Regions from separate parts of the Sus scrofa genome. Here region 2 is linked to region 1. A link is a contact called in public Hi-C data. All regions are on one chromosome and are shown on one strand. The core of a region is the stretch at or near the end of the contact, and the rest is flanking DNA. Distances in the headings are between cores, read along the strand shown. Region 1 holds the start of STRBP (spermatid perinuclear RNA-binding protein). Region 2 holds the start of CRB2 (protein crumbs homolog 2).

Evidence for each region. A called contact is a pair of places that touch in the nucleus more often than the background predicts.
Region 2: a Hi-C map of skeletal muscle shows a contact between it and region 1, with 2.6 times the contacts expected there. The contact joins the promoter of CRB2 here to the promoter of STRBP in region 1. A contact is called at or near these places in 1 of 5 promoter capture datasets (fetal liver) and 3 of 47 Hi-C or Micro-C datasets (fetal heart ventricle and skeletal muscle).

What each region holds. Positions count from the first base shown.
Region 1 is chr1:264,191,435-264,197,790 of Sscrofa11.1, reverse strand. It overlaps STRBP (spermatid perinuclear RNA-binding protein), which reads left to right and starts at 1,894. Exons shown (of 18, transcript XM_021074603.1): 1 at 1,894-2,052.
Region 2 is chr1:264,275,967-264,282,715 of Sscrofa11.1, reverse strand. It overlaps CRB2 (protein crumbs homolog 2), which reads right to left and starts at 5,167. Exons shown (of 13, transcript XM_003122155.6): 1 at 4,980-5,167. The coding sequence starts at 5,079. LOC102165127 (a long non-coding RNA gene) reads left to right here and starts at 5,178. Exons shown (of 9, transcript XR_002339005.1): 1 at 5,178-5,303; 2 at 5,829-5,915; 3 at 6,743-6,749.

The DNA.
Region 1 (6,356 bases), core at 645-3,144:
CTGAGTGCCAAAAACTATACTGAGTGCCTGAGATATATTTCTCATTGGATCCTTTTGACAACCCTGTTAGGTATGCAATATAATAATCTCACTTGGCATGTGAGTAAACTAAGACACAGAGAGACTGATTTTGCAAGGTTGCACAGCTTGTGTGTCCTCAGCCCAGATTTTTTCACTGTAGCATCGCTCCTCCCCCTAGCAGACACACATTCTTCCTGCAAAGGCCAGCTTTCATGAACTCATCTCATGTCTTCACTAACCACCTAGTTAGAGAGATGACCCTGCCCTCAAGGTGCTTAATCCAGGAAGGCGATAGAGAGCAAAAATGATAATCTAGTGCTATAAGAATTCATGGTTTAATGGGGGCTATATGTAAAGCAGAGGGAGTTTAGATGATGTGTTGGAGGCAACCAAGGAATTCTGTAGAGAATGTGGTCTGAGCTGACTGATAAGGACACCAAGGAGATTTCTGGGAGGATAAAGACAGGTATGGGTGACTGGACTTAGGGAGAGGGTGTAGAAAAGGACAATGGATTCTAGCACCTGCCTCAGGAGGTTCAGACCTGCCATACCATGTCAATTACAGTTCCCAAATTCCTTTTGGCTGGAGGGTCAAGTTGGCCCGAAGAAGGACCAAATGGAAGGGCATGTACCTTGAAACGGAGGGCCAGATCATTAAAGCTTTTTAAGTTCAATTAGAGTGATTACACCTTATCCTGTGAATGAAAGAAAGCTGTTACACGATTTGAGCCTAGTATGTTAGAAAGATGGGAAAGAACTGGATAGGGTTTTGTGGGAGATCTCCAGCTCTCCAAGCCCTGGTACTGGGTGGTTAGGTTGTTTCCATTTCTGGGCGGAGAATTTCTTTAGGGCAAGGACCTGTCTATCTCACCTGTATCTCCTAACCCCCAGCACAGCACCTGGCATGCAGCAGGTACTCACTAGGGGCCAAGAAGTTGCCGACTAATGCCTGCAAAACAAAAACCTTTATTTTTTCCCTTGCACGGGCCAGGCAAGGGTTCATCCAAAGTCTGACCTAACTCTAAGGAAGTCCTGGCTCCAACTCCGTCCCAGGGAGGTCCGTTACGGGTGGGAGAAGGAGATGAGGTTGCTTGCTGACTGAACTGCAACTTTTTGTTCAGCACCTGCTATGTGCTAGGAGAATTCATACCGATTGTATTTTTCCATCCCTTTATCAACTCCTAAATCGGAATTAGTGTCCCACTTTACCAGACCAGGAAACTGAAGATCCGAGTGTTTCTGTAATTTGGTCAAGGTCACACAGCTGGTAGGTGTAGAAAGGGCAGAGGCTGGATTCTAACCTTTTAACAAGTCAAATCTCACCGGCCTCCCTCTCCTCCACCTGGGTAGCCATTACGGCGCCTACTCTATTTACGTAGCCGTTGGGGTTGGGGGATACCACGCACTGGGGTGCGCGAGGGGAGAGGCCAGCTCGCCGCAGCGGCGGCCTGGAGCCGCTCCCAGATTCGGAAGTTACGAAGTTTCCGTGCATTTCGCAGGCTTCCCTACGTAGCTCGTCCCCGCGCCGCAGCAGTTACGCCGTTAGCGCAGAGGGGCTCAGGTGTTGCGGCAGGCGGCGGCCTGGCGCCCAGAGGAAGGCGGGGACGCAGTTTACGTAAGCGTCCGCTCGCAGGTGCATGCGGCCGCCACCAGCGTGTGCGTCCTGCGCGTTCGCAGGTGCGCAGTTGGCGCAGGCGGCGGCGCGGCACAGCAGCGGTGGGCGCTGGCCTGCGTTCTCAGGTGCGGCAGAGCGCGCGTGGAGGGGGCGCGCGGTGAGCGAGGGGGCGGGCTTTCCGTTCCCCAGCAGCCGCGGGGCCCGCCCCCCCGGCCTGGCCAATGGGCGCGCTCGGCGGCGTCACGTGCCTGCCGCCGCCGCCGCCGAAGCGGAGACCGGAGCCGCGAGCGCCACCAGGGCAGCAGCCGCCGCAGCCGCCGCCGCTGGGCTGAGGAGCCGGAGACGCAGGCGGACGAGGTGGCGGCGGCGGCGGAGCAGGAGCGGGGACCGGGCGCCAACCGAGCACGGAGGCGCGGGTAGGTTTCGGCGGCGGGGCTGGCGCCTGCGCGGCGGGCCGTCCCAGGCGGGTGGCGGTTAAGGCGGCGGTTGAGGCGGTTGGCGGTGCCGGCCCGGGCCCCGCATTGTTTGTTGTGCGTCCTTAGCAGCGACGGTGGTGGCGGCAGCGGCGCCCGGGGCGGAGAGCAGGGAGCAATCCCGGCCCCCGTGGCTCCAGCATTGTGGCCGCCGCCACCGCCGCTGCGGTGCCCGGGCGCTTCGGGCAAGGGCAGTGGGCAGCCTTCCTCACCTTCGGGGGGGACAGGGTCCCGGCCCTGCGCGAGGGCAGGGCGTGGGCAGTGTGTGGGGACCCGGCGCCGGGGGTCTGGCTAGGATGGAGGGTGAGGGGCTCTGGGCAGGTGTTGGAGGACGTTAGGGGCAGGGGTTGGGGGAGAGGCTGAGGGGGGGCAGGCGGAGGGTGTGGGCAGATTTGGGGGAGAAGGGAGCGTGGAGGGATCCGGCCCAGCCGAGGGTGAGGGCCTTCAGGCAAGTGGGAGAGGGCCGGAGGACAGGCAGGCGGTGGGGGGCAGCCTAGGGGGGATTCGGGAGGCTTGGGAAGGGCAGAGGCGAGTGTGATGGGGATAGAAGGAGAAGACTGGGGACTCGAGGGAGGCATGGAAGAGGCGGATGTCCCGGCCTGTGAGGGGCAGGGAGTGGGGGCAGGTATCGGGGAGACCACGGACAGATGTGAAGGGAAATGGGGAGGAGAGTGTCCAGCTCGGGGGGCAATGTGGCAGGGTGAGCGTGGAAAGGGAGGGGCGGTCTGACGGTGTCTAGGGGCTTCTCTGGAATGATGGTGAGGGAAATGGAGGGTGTCCAGGCAGGAGAGGAGGGAGGGTGGGTCCAGAGGCTTCAGGAGACCTGTGAGGGGTGTGAGGACAGTGTCTGGCCAGGAGGGAGGCAAGAGGGTGTTGAGGCTGGATAGACGGGACCTGCCAGGGGAGAACCTGTGAGGGGAGAAGGCAGGTATCTGGTAGTGGTGCTCAGGGGAGAGGAGTTGATGGCAGAAGTGGGAGGGCATTTGGAGCAGGGCCTGCGTTTGACGGGTTTGAGAGCCAAGTGGGGACAGTGGGAGAGGGGGATGGAGAGGAGATGTCTGGGCAAGAGGTATTTAGCAGGTAGCAGGAGAAGGGAGTGAATTGTAGGGTGTTCTTGCAGGAAGTATGGATGAAGGTGGGGGAGCAGCAGGAGAGGGAACTTTGGGCTTGGGGGCACCTTGGAGGGGACAGGTGGAGTGGAGTGTGTGTGAGTTGGAGGCCCAAAGGTGTAGAGGGCGGAGGGAGTGTTCTTAGAGTGGCAGGTGAAGCGTGGGGACAGAGGGGAGGAGTCGTTTCTGGGGTAGGACTTGTGGAGGGCAGCTGGGGAGAAGGAAAGGGAGGGTGGAGCGGGTTGAAGGGAAATAGGTTCCCAGACTAGCAGCTAGGTCTGAAGTACAATATGTGGAGGGAGGGAAGCACTGGTTTGGGGGGCTAGATTTTGTCTGGTAAAGAGGGTAGAGAGAGAAGGAGGTAGGCAGGGAACAAAGGAAAGGAAAGGGGGAAGACAGGATCTTTTTGGGTAGAGAATGTAGAAGAATGCATAGTATGATGGGTTAAGGAAAGAGCAAGGTGGGAATATGTGTGGGCATGTCTTTGACTAGAAAGGGGTAAGGTGTGTATGGGATTGGGGTGGTGGTGGGGGAAGTAGGACGCCCGGGTTTAGGGCAGGGAATGACCATTCAGACGAGAGAATTAGGAAGACAGGTTGCTTAAGAGAGTATGGAAGGAGCAGAGTGCTGAAATGTAGGGAGAGGTTGGAAAACTTTGGGTCTTACAAGATCAAAGGGGCCACAAGTTTTAGGTAACTGAAAGTATATGGAAGGACAGAGTATAGTAGTTGGGAAAAAAAAAAAAAACCTAAAGAGGGGGATTAAATTCTGGATTTAGGGGAACTGGAGATTGTGTGGGAGAGTGTGTGGATCCTGGGATGATGTTAATGGACAAATGGAAGACATTAAGCCCTTTAATATATCTGAAAGTTCATGCTTCTAGGATCAGACAGCTCATGAAGCCTGCTTTTAGTTCCAGAAGCCAGTGAATGGGGCAGGGATAAGGGAGAGCTGAGTATACTCTCCCAAATTTGGGGGAGTGTCCTCCTAGACATTGGCCTGATGAGTGAGCAGATAGAAGAGCCATACAGGGTCAAGAGGAGTGCACCAAGAGTGAATAGAAACAGGATTGCAGCAGGTGCAGGGCAGATGGCTTTGTGAAGATTCTGCGGGAGAGCAGGGCCCGGCTTGTTTGAGGGCTGTGTGTCAGAGGGAGGAGGGGATACCTTGGTGCAGTGTCTCAGATACCCTGGTGCTTTCTGGGTAATAGGGCAGTTTTCAGGCATTGAGTGATGTAATATCTCAGTCCCATGCTAGAGGCAGACAGAGGTAATGTACATCTAGCTTCTAAAAGTGGCAGGAATTGAGCTTTATGAGTCTTTCACTCTCTTTAAGGGTGCAGATAACAGATCCTCGGTTGTCAGCTTTTTCTCCCAAGTGGTTCAAGTAAAATTTAGTTGGAGGCTTTTGGATTTTCTGATATTTTAATTTGAGTTGGGGAGTGCAGTGGTAGCTTTATTGAGGAAAAACTTCTAGGGTTGTGTGGACATACAGCCATCAGCTTGCCAGACACATACGAAATAACCTTTAGGGGTTTGAGCACAGACATTTCAGCAGATCTCATTCAGTGTTCTTTGGCTTGTGTTAGATTCTTTGGGATTTGGAAGGATTAAGGAAACTGCTTTGAGACTGCCTCAGTAAGAGGGTTTTCTAGAATCTTGGAAAACGATTTCCCTTTTGACAGTTGAAAACTCAGTCTTGTCAGATTTTGCAAAAAAATAAAGTATTTCGTCATGTTGCAGGAATAACTTCAATAATTGCTTTGTTGGGCTTCATGGAGTGTATAATATGGTACCTTAGTATGATTTCAAATAAAAGGTCCTCTTTGGTACCTGGGGAGCTTTCTGGGTTGATTAGTTTTCTTCTTTTGTCCATTTAGGAAGTATCTAAATTGTAAGTTTGAATAATGCAGCCATTGTAAGTTCAAATAATAAGTTTGAGTGGAAGTGGGAATCTTGCCTGAACATAATGAGGGCTGAGCAGAACACCACATTTTAAGTAATCTGTAAATATAAATATTTAAAAAATAAACTGGAAGCTAATCATTTTTAAAATTTGAAGTGTATCATGAAATACATCATGAAGGAAGCAGAATAATCCTCTGAAGGCTTTGAGGTTTTGTTTTTGGAGGGCAAGGTTTTAAAAATATAATAGGCTTTCGATTTAAACTCTTAGCAGTATTTTGAGATTTGATATATGCATTGAATATAATAATAAGGAGTATGTCTGACCCCTTTGGCTTCCTGGCAGAAAATTTGAGCAGTAGGATGTAAGATGAATAGAGTGACCTTTGAAAATTCTCGCCAATATGGCTATTGTTTCCTCCTTGTATTTTTTAAGTCCATTGTGGTGGTTCATTTCGTTGATTTGGGGCAAGCAGTACTTTCTTGTTCAGAATATTCAATTCTGGCATAGTGTTCTGATTATATGTATTGTTCCGTGAAGTTCTGTGGTTTTATTTGTAGGCACTTGAAAATATTATCCGAAGTTTATGAACCAAAGAAGGCAGGTTATTTTAGACTTTGTAGGCTAAATAATTGGGTCTGGTTTTATTTTCATTGGTGACTTGCTGGACAAGATACTTAATCCCTTTGTGCTTGTTTCTCCTCCAGAAACCTGACTCTTTATCTACCTCCCATGAGAATTGAGATGGTTTATATAAAACAAATTTAAACCTTTCAGGAAGATTAGAACTATGTAAATAAGGGGAGTAGATGTTACTTCTTTAATTCTTTTTTTCCCTTTTAGCCCCATCAAATAATAATTAGTACTTCAGAATTTGGCATTATATGGGTTAATTTGTAGTGAGAAACTTGGATAGAGATGAAACTTCTGTGAATGTCAGAGATGTCTGCAAATTGAAGTTTGTTCATTCTTTGCTCTACTGACTACTTATCTTTCCTGGCTCATTTCTGCATCTGAGTGTTGGTGCTGATTTGAATTCTTGAATCCAAGCAGAAGCTTGTGAGAGACATTCTGAGTTCTGAGCTTGAATTTTTAGACACAGAGTACTTCTCTCATTCAGTGAATTCAATTTTTAAGTCAGGAATAATAAATATAATACATTTTTCTATGTATTTTGTAGAAAATTGATTAATTCTGAGTGACTTGGAACAGAAAAATAGAGCTACCTCTTGT
Region 2 (6,749 bases), core at 3,918-6,417, 82 kb before region 1:
ATGGGGGGAGGATGCTGTGATGGGGAAAGATGCTGTGATGGGGGGAAGATGCTGTGATGGGAGGAAGATGCTGTGATGGGGGGAAGATGCTGTGATGGGGGGAGGATGCTGTGATGGGGAGGATGCTGTGATGGGGAAGGATGCTGTGATGGGGGAAGATGCTGTGATGGGGAAAGATGCTGTGATGGGGGAAGATGGTGTGATGGGGGGAGGATGGCCTTTTGGGGGTGGGAAGCTACTGTGATAAGGGTGGGAGGATGGTCTGGGGGGATGGGAGGATGGTCTTTTGGGGGTGGGAAGGTGCTGTGATGGGGGGAGGATGCTGTGATGGGGGGAGGATGCTGTGACTGGGGGGAGGATGCAGTGGTGGGGGTAAGATGCTCTGATGGGGGGGAAGATACTCTGGTGGGGTGGGAGGTTGATCAGGCTCCCTCAGGAAAGGACACAGGTTTAGACATCAGACCCGGCTGGTTCTGGATGAACAGTGCCCACCTTGTGGGTGTTGTAAGGAGCCACCAAGGGGACATGAGTGAAATCCTGGCACCAGTGAGCCTGCAGTGAGGGCTCTGGCCATTAAAGTCAGGGTCCCTTGACCTGCACACTCAGGAGGCACAGCACAGTAATCACGTCTCCTGCTGAGGGGCCTTGGCTGTGGGTGCTGGGCCTGACAAGGCACCACCCTTCATCTGTGTGACACAAGGGACTGCACCCCAGTCTGGAGCTCTGTCCCCAGTTCAGAGCCCTCCACTTCCTAGCAGGCTGGGGAGACAGTGCCTTGGGGGACCGGGAAGGTGTTCATCACAGTGAGAGCAGGTGGGCTGTGACCCCATATGACAGAGCCCGGGGGACAGCGCCCAGCCCCACGGGAGGAAGGAGTTCCTGCCGACAGCGGCAGGGGAGCGGTTCGTCCCACGAGGCATGCAGTGCGCCAGAAACCTGCGCGTGAGGGCCAGCGCATCTCCCTGTCATCTGTCTGCACATCCGCCTAAGAAGGTGGAAAGGGCTTTTTCCCTTTTTTAACTTGAGCAAAGTGAGGCTCCGAGATGAAGCGACTTCACGGTCCCCCAGGAAGGGCTGGAACCCAAACCCAGGTCTCACTGTTCCACAGCCTCCAGAATTACCCCAGAGCCTAAGAATTCAGATTCCTGGGCCCCTCCTGCAGACCCAGAGATCCAGAACCGCTGGGCCTCGGGTCCAAAAATCTGCATTGCGACGTGCGCCCTGGGGGTTCCTTTGCACGTTGAGGCCTGGAAAGGAACGCAGATCTCGGCCTCTCTGCCTCCCAGGAGCGAGCCCGGGAGGCCAGGCTAGCCCGGGGCGGAGCGGAGAAGTAAGGATGGCGGGACAGGGGAGGGGCCTTCTGGGCCAGGCTGGAGGGGCGTGGCCTGTTGCCAGGGTGACGAGGGGCCTGTGCTTATCTTTACAAATCCCTCCTGACCTCTCAGGCTGCCTGGGACGACCTGGCAAGGGAGGGATTAACCGACCACCGCCCCCCCGACCCCACCCCCACCCCCACCCCGCCCCGGACCTGCTGCCCTGCCTTGGGAAGGCCCAGAACCCGTCTCTAGGAAGGGAATTTTCTCCATGGAAAGGACAGGAGTTTCACAACAGCGGCCATTTAGTGCACATTCTGTGCTCTGGGCCACGCTACACCTCCTGCATCTATTACTACGTTATTGTATTTGATTCAAAGTGGAAAAGGTGGGTGCAAATTAAGAAAGTTTCTGCTTTTCTAACTCAGAGAGGTTAATAAACTTGCCTAGGGTCATCCCTCAGAAAATGAAGAGGCAGATCGATTCCGGACTTCTGAGAAGCCCATATCTCCCAATGCATGTGAAATTCTGCAAACTCTAAATTGTCACCCACCGATCATCATTTTAGAGCATTCTAGCTCAGCCTATCCCAGGCACGGACAGAATCTCTGAAGGTTTGCCTGAGAGTGGAGGTTCCAGTATCAGCCTGGGCAGAATGCGTGGTCTTCCCTGTCTGTCCAGAACCCAGCTGCTAGCAATCCCAAGGTGCTTCAGGCCTCACTCGGTGCCTAGTAACTCCTACTCTATGTGCACTTGTAACGGGCCTAGTGAGAACGGCCAACAAAAAATGAGAAGTGTTTCCTGAGGGTGGGTTTTGTGAAGCTTCCCATCTTGACAAGGCAAAAAAGAGAATATATCTAAGACACCACCCAAGATCTCAGAAGATGTGCTTTTGGCCTAGGGAGAAAAAAAAAAAGTTCATCTAGTAGCACAAGGCCCCAAGCAAAGGACTGAATAATAGTGCAACTGAGGCAGAACCATTGGAAAAGGGCTAACTTATTCTAATAAGGCAGGAAGGTTGGGAATAGTCTTTTACGAAAATGTTTGTCACCCGAGGTTAAAAGGCATAATGTTGATAATGGCAGCAGTAGCAGCCACAGATCCTCTGTCTACCCTTTGCCAGGCCTCAGTGACCCCACTGTTCCCAAACCATCGTCTCAGAGCACTGGGGCCACAGAGGCACGTCCGGAAATGGGGGCGAGACCAAGCAGATGGGGCTCTGGGCCTGCCACCACCGGACCGGCCACTTGTAACTATTTCACTTTTAACTATGAGTGGGTGCCCGGCTTCTGTCTAAAAATGTCATTTGAAACGGGCAGCGGGGGGGTGGGGTGGGCAGGGGGGCTTGCCATGCCAAACCTAAGTTGGAGAACCACTGCATTTTCTTATTGAATTCTTGTAGCAACCATTGGAGTGAGCTGGTTTGCTCTCTAGACAGAAGCACGGAGAAGAGATGTGACTTTACAGACTAGTCCCAGAGGGGACTGTGAAATCCTGCCCCCCTCCTCACCCTGCCCCACCACACATAAGCTTTGTGACTCAGAGCAAGTTACTGACCCTCTCTGGGCCTCACTTTCCTTCTCTGTAGACTGGAGGTATCAGAGTCAACCTCAGAGCGCTGTTGTGAGAGTTAAATTTGCTCATGTTAGTTCAGCAGCACAGCGTCTGCCCCGTAGTGGCCGATGGTATTATTTATTCATTTGCCAACAAATTTTACTCAGGGCGAACACTGACTCTTCAACAGATCCCGATGCTGGGTGCTTGTGTGCAGTTCCCCACGCCCTGCCTCTATCCCACAGGCTCCCACCCAGCTCTGGCTGGAGGAGGGGCCAGACTTGGGGCTGGACTCGCCACCCCTTTGTCATCCAGGCTCCCAGGGTGTGCGGGGAGCGGGAGGGATGTGAGAGCCTGATGTGCCCCATTGTGCTCTGAGATGCTTGGTGCTCTCCTAGCAACCAGCCGGCCTTTGCGGCAGAGAGGGCCTGAGGCAGAGGGGCCCCCACCCCCCCCTCAGGGCCTGGCGGGCTTGGCAGCAGAGCCTGGGGCCCAGGGCATCCAGAATCCCCAGCCCCTCTGGGATAGAGGCTACTTTTCAAGTGACACAATCCCCAGCGCCTCTCCTCCCGGCGGTCAGTACTTGGGTCCAGCATCCAGAAATGCTCAAGACTCCACCACCCCCACCAGCCCTCAGGGATCCGCAGAGAGGGGGCTCCCTCTGGGGGGAATCGCAGGGGGAAAGGCTGGCCCTGGGAGTCCCAGCGGGGCTGTGGGGGGGGGAGTGTGTCTATCGGTGTCCGTTCCCTCCTGTAGCATCTACTTTGTGTTCAGGCTGCTGCAAGGTGCATGTGAATGTACGTCTGAGTAAGAATGCACACATGTGTGCAGGCACACGTCACGTACGTGTCATGTGTGTGCCCACAAGTGCATGCGTGGGGGGGGTCTACGTGTACCTGTGGACACCTGTTCACGTGGTCATGTGTCCCACACTGGTGTGCTGGCAGGTGTGTGTGTGTGTACACATGTGATTTGTGTGTGTACACGCATGTGTACATTTGAGTGATCTGTGCGTGTGCATTGTAGGGTAGGGGACAGGCACCAGCTCACATGCCCCTTGTGCAGAGAGCAGGCCCCCAGCTCCTTTCAGATCTGCCTCAGGAGCCCAGGCTGCAGGCCTGCGGAGAGCAGAGGGGACGAAGGCTGAGAGGCTGAGGAAGCGCCAGGTGAGGGCCTGGGCGGGGGCGGGGGGGGGGGTGTGGGCCCCACACCCTGGGAGTCTGAGGAGGCGGGGGCTCCCCCAGCCGTGGCGGAGCCCAGGCCATTTGCCTGCGCAAGACGTCCCAGTCCTGGCCCCGTAGCTATAGTGACCAAGACAAAGCGTCCCTGGACCCCCCAGGAAGAATCCTAGGCCCGCGTGCAGGAATCCACTTGGACAAAAGCAAAAGCCTCTTGGTGAACAGGGCACGCTTCAGAAAGCCCTTTCAGCTTGGCCTGGGAATGCCGGGTGGGGGCAAGAGTGGACACACGTGTTCCCAGGTGCCCAGCCACCCCCCAGGGACCCCAGAGCCCCCCAGTGCAGGCAGGGCCAGCTCACACATGGAGGGGATGCAGACAGGCGCCCAGCTCCCCTGGATCTCCTTCCCTCTTCTCCACCCCAGTCCCCCGGGCTGGGGTCTCCCGCCCCTACCCCAGGTCACGAGCAGAGACACAGTTCCACCCACTTGATAACTTCAACCCCACAAGTCACGCTGGGATACAGCCCACCGCACCCAGAGAGCCTCAGACACAACTCCTGGCACGGGTGGGACAGCCGTCCCACCTCACAACTTCCACGCACCTACGACCCACACCCCGGCCTGCACACAGCACACATCAGAGCTCCCCAAACGCTGACCTCACAGGCCGGGACACCCGAGCCCCAACACCCCCTCCTGTGCAGGGTACAGCACCCCTCCCGAGATGCACAGAGCCTGTTACCCGGACCACAGCTGGCCACCATCCCCCCACAAAGTCCCCCTCGACCACGCGGGTGCCAGCTGCCCCAGCAGCACTCCCCTCTGCACCCCGCAGTCAGCCAGGCACCCACACGGACAGCCCCCCAGGGTCCAGGGAGTCTGTTTTGGGGGCAGAGCCAGCCCCAGGGCCTCCAAGGCTCAGGCCCCAACTCACCGGTCGGGAGGGCGAGGGCAGGGGCCCAGAGCAGCAGCAGCAGCAGCAGGAGAGGAACTGGGGGCATGAGGTCCTGGGTCCCAGGCCTGGCCAGCGCCATGGCAGCGCTCTGCTCGGCTGGCGGCTGTGGGAACAGGCGGCCTGGCGGGCTCCACACCCCCTCTCCCTCCAACCAGCACTAATGCCGTGGACAGAGGCCCGGCCCCTCCCCCGGCCTCCCGCCTCCTCCCCAGCCCGGCCTCCCCCGCTGCTCCACCTGGAGCAGGGCTCCGGAGCAGGGGCCAGCCACCCCTCTCCCCAAGGCCCCAGGGCTCCAGACTCCAGGTGAGGCCTCAGGGGTCCCCCGTGGGTCTGATGCTCTCTCAGGGCCCACCCCTCTCCCCCTCCTGAGCCCCCCCCCCCGCCTTTGCCTCCCTCCTCTCAGGTCCTGCTGCCTCAGCCTCCTGAGAGACACTTCTGTTCCGAGGGGCTCTTCCTCTCCCCAGACAATGCCAGCGACTCCCAAGACTTCAGCTGCCCCTCACCCCTTCTTCTCTTGGGGCCGGGCCTCCCTCCCAGACTTCCTCTCTGCCCCAAAGCCCCTGGCCCCTCCCGCTCAGCTTGCTCCCTCCCAGGGCAGCCCACCTGAAAAGGCCTCCTTCCCCCCCATCCCGTCCCTCCCCGCACCTGCAGCTGACACCTCCCCCCCATGCCCCACCTTCAACCCACCGCCAGCTTCTAGCAGCTCTTCCTTCTCACTGTCCCTTGGTCCCACCACCCCCTTCCACTCCCTTGGGCCCCACACACTGCCACACACAGCCCCTCCCACCACAGCCCTCTAAACTTTTCTGTTTCTCTCCTGTGGCCTAGATCCCCCGCCTTTGCTGTTTACAACTCCAGGAAACTCCCAGCAATCCAAGGCAGCCCATTCTACTGAACAGCAGCTCTCATGAAGCAGTAAGTTTTCCGGCTCCACTGCTGGAAGTCCTTCTTGTTGTCTAACCTTATAGTCTGCTGCACTTGACATTTGCTTGCTCCAGGCTGGAGGGGGGAATGTTTTGGGTGGAGAGGAGGCATTCTTGTGGGGACCTGACCCAGGAATCTAGGTCATCTCAAAGGCACTACAACATCAAAAAACAGCCCATTCTCCCTCTGCCCTCAGCTCCAGTGAAAGGAGAATCCCCTTGCTGAAAGAACTTCCTGAAATGAGCAGCTGGCCCCTGCCAACTCAGCCCTGTGTGGCCCAATTCAGTGACCATGGACTCGGGCCACGCAGGCCCTATGCTGGGCTCTGGATGTGTCCCTGACACCCAGAGGGCACAGTCTGGAGAGACAGCCCTGTACATTGATGGAGCTCCAGGCCGCACAAGAGGGACAGACAGTGGTCTGGGGCCCGCTCAGGGAAGAGAGCAGTGGGGGTCACACAGGGCACAGGTGGCAGCAGGTGGCTCGGAGGTCCTCCAGCGCTGGGGAAGAGCTCAGAGGTGGACAGGGGTCTGCCTCCCCGCCCCGTCTCCACCCTCTTGTCACGTGCCCTCCTGGGTTTTTGGAAGCCCCCACAGTCCCAAATCACTTTTAATTCCCCGCCTCTCACAGACAACCCCAACCCTACCCCGGAAGCCCGGTCAGATGAGTAGATCCAGGTTTGAGCCCCGCTCTGCCACTGATTAGGGAGTGACCTCAGCACCTGACTTCCTTTTCTGGGGCTCAGTTTCATCATCTCTAAAATGGGGATGACAGTGAGTTGAAGCGGCAGGGCAAGTTCCCTTTATTCTGCTTCTCAGAGATCCA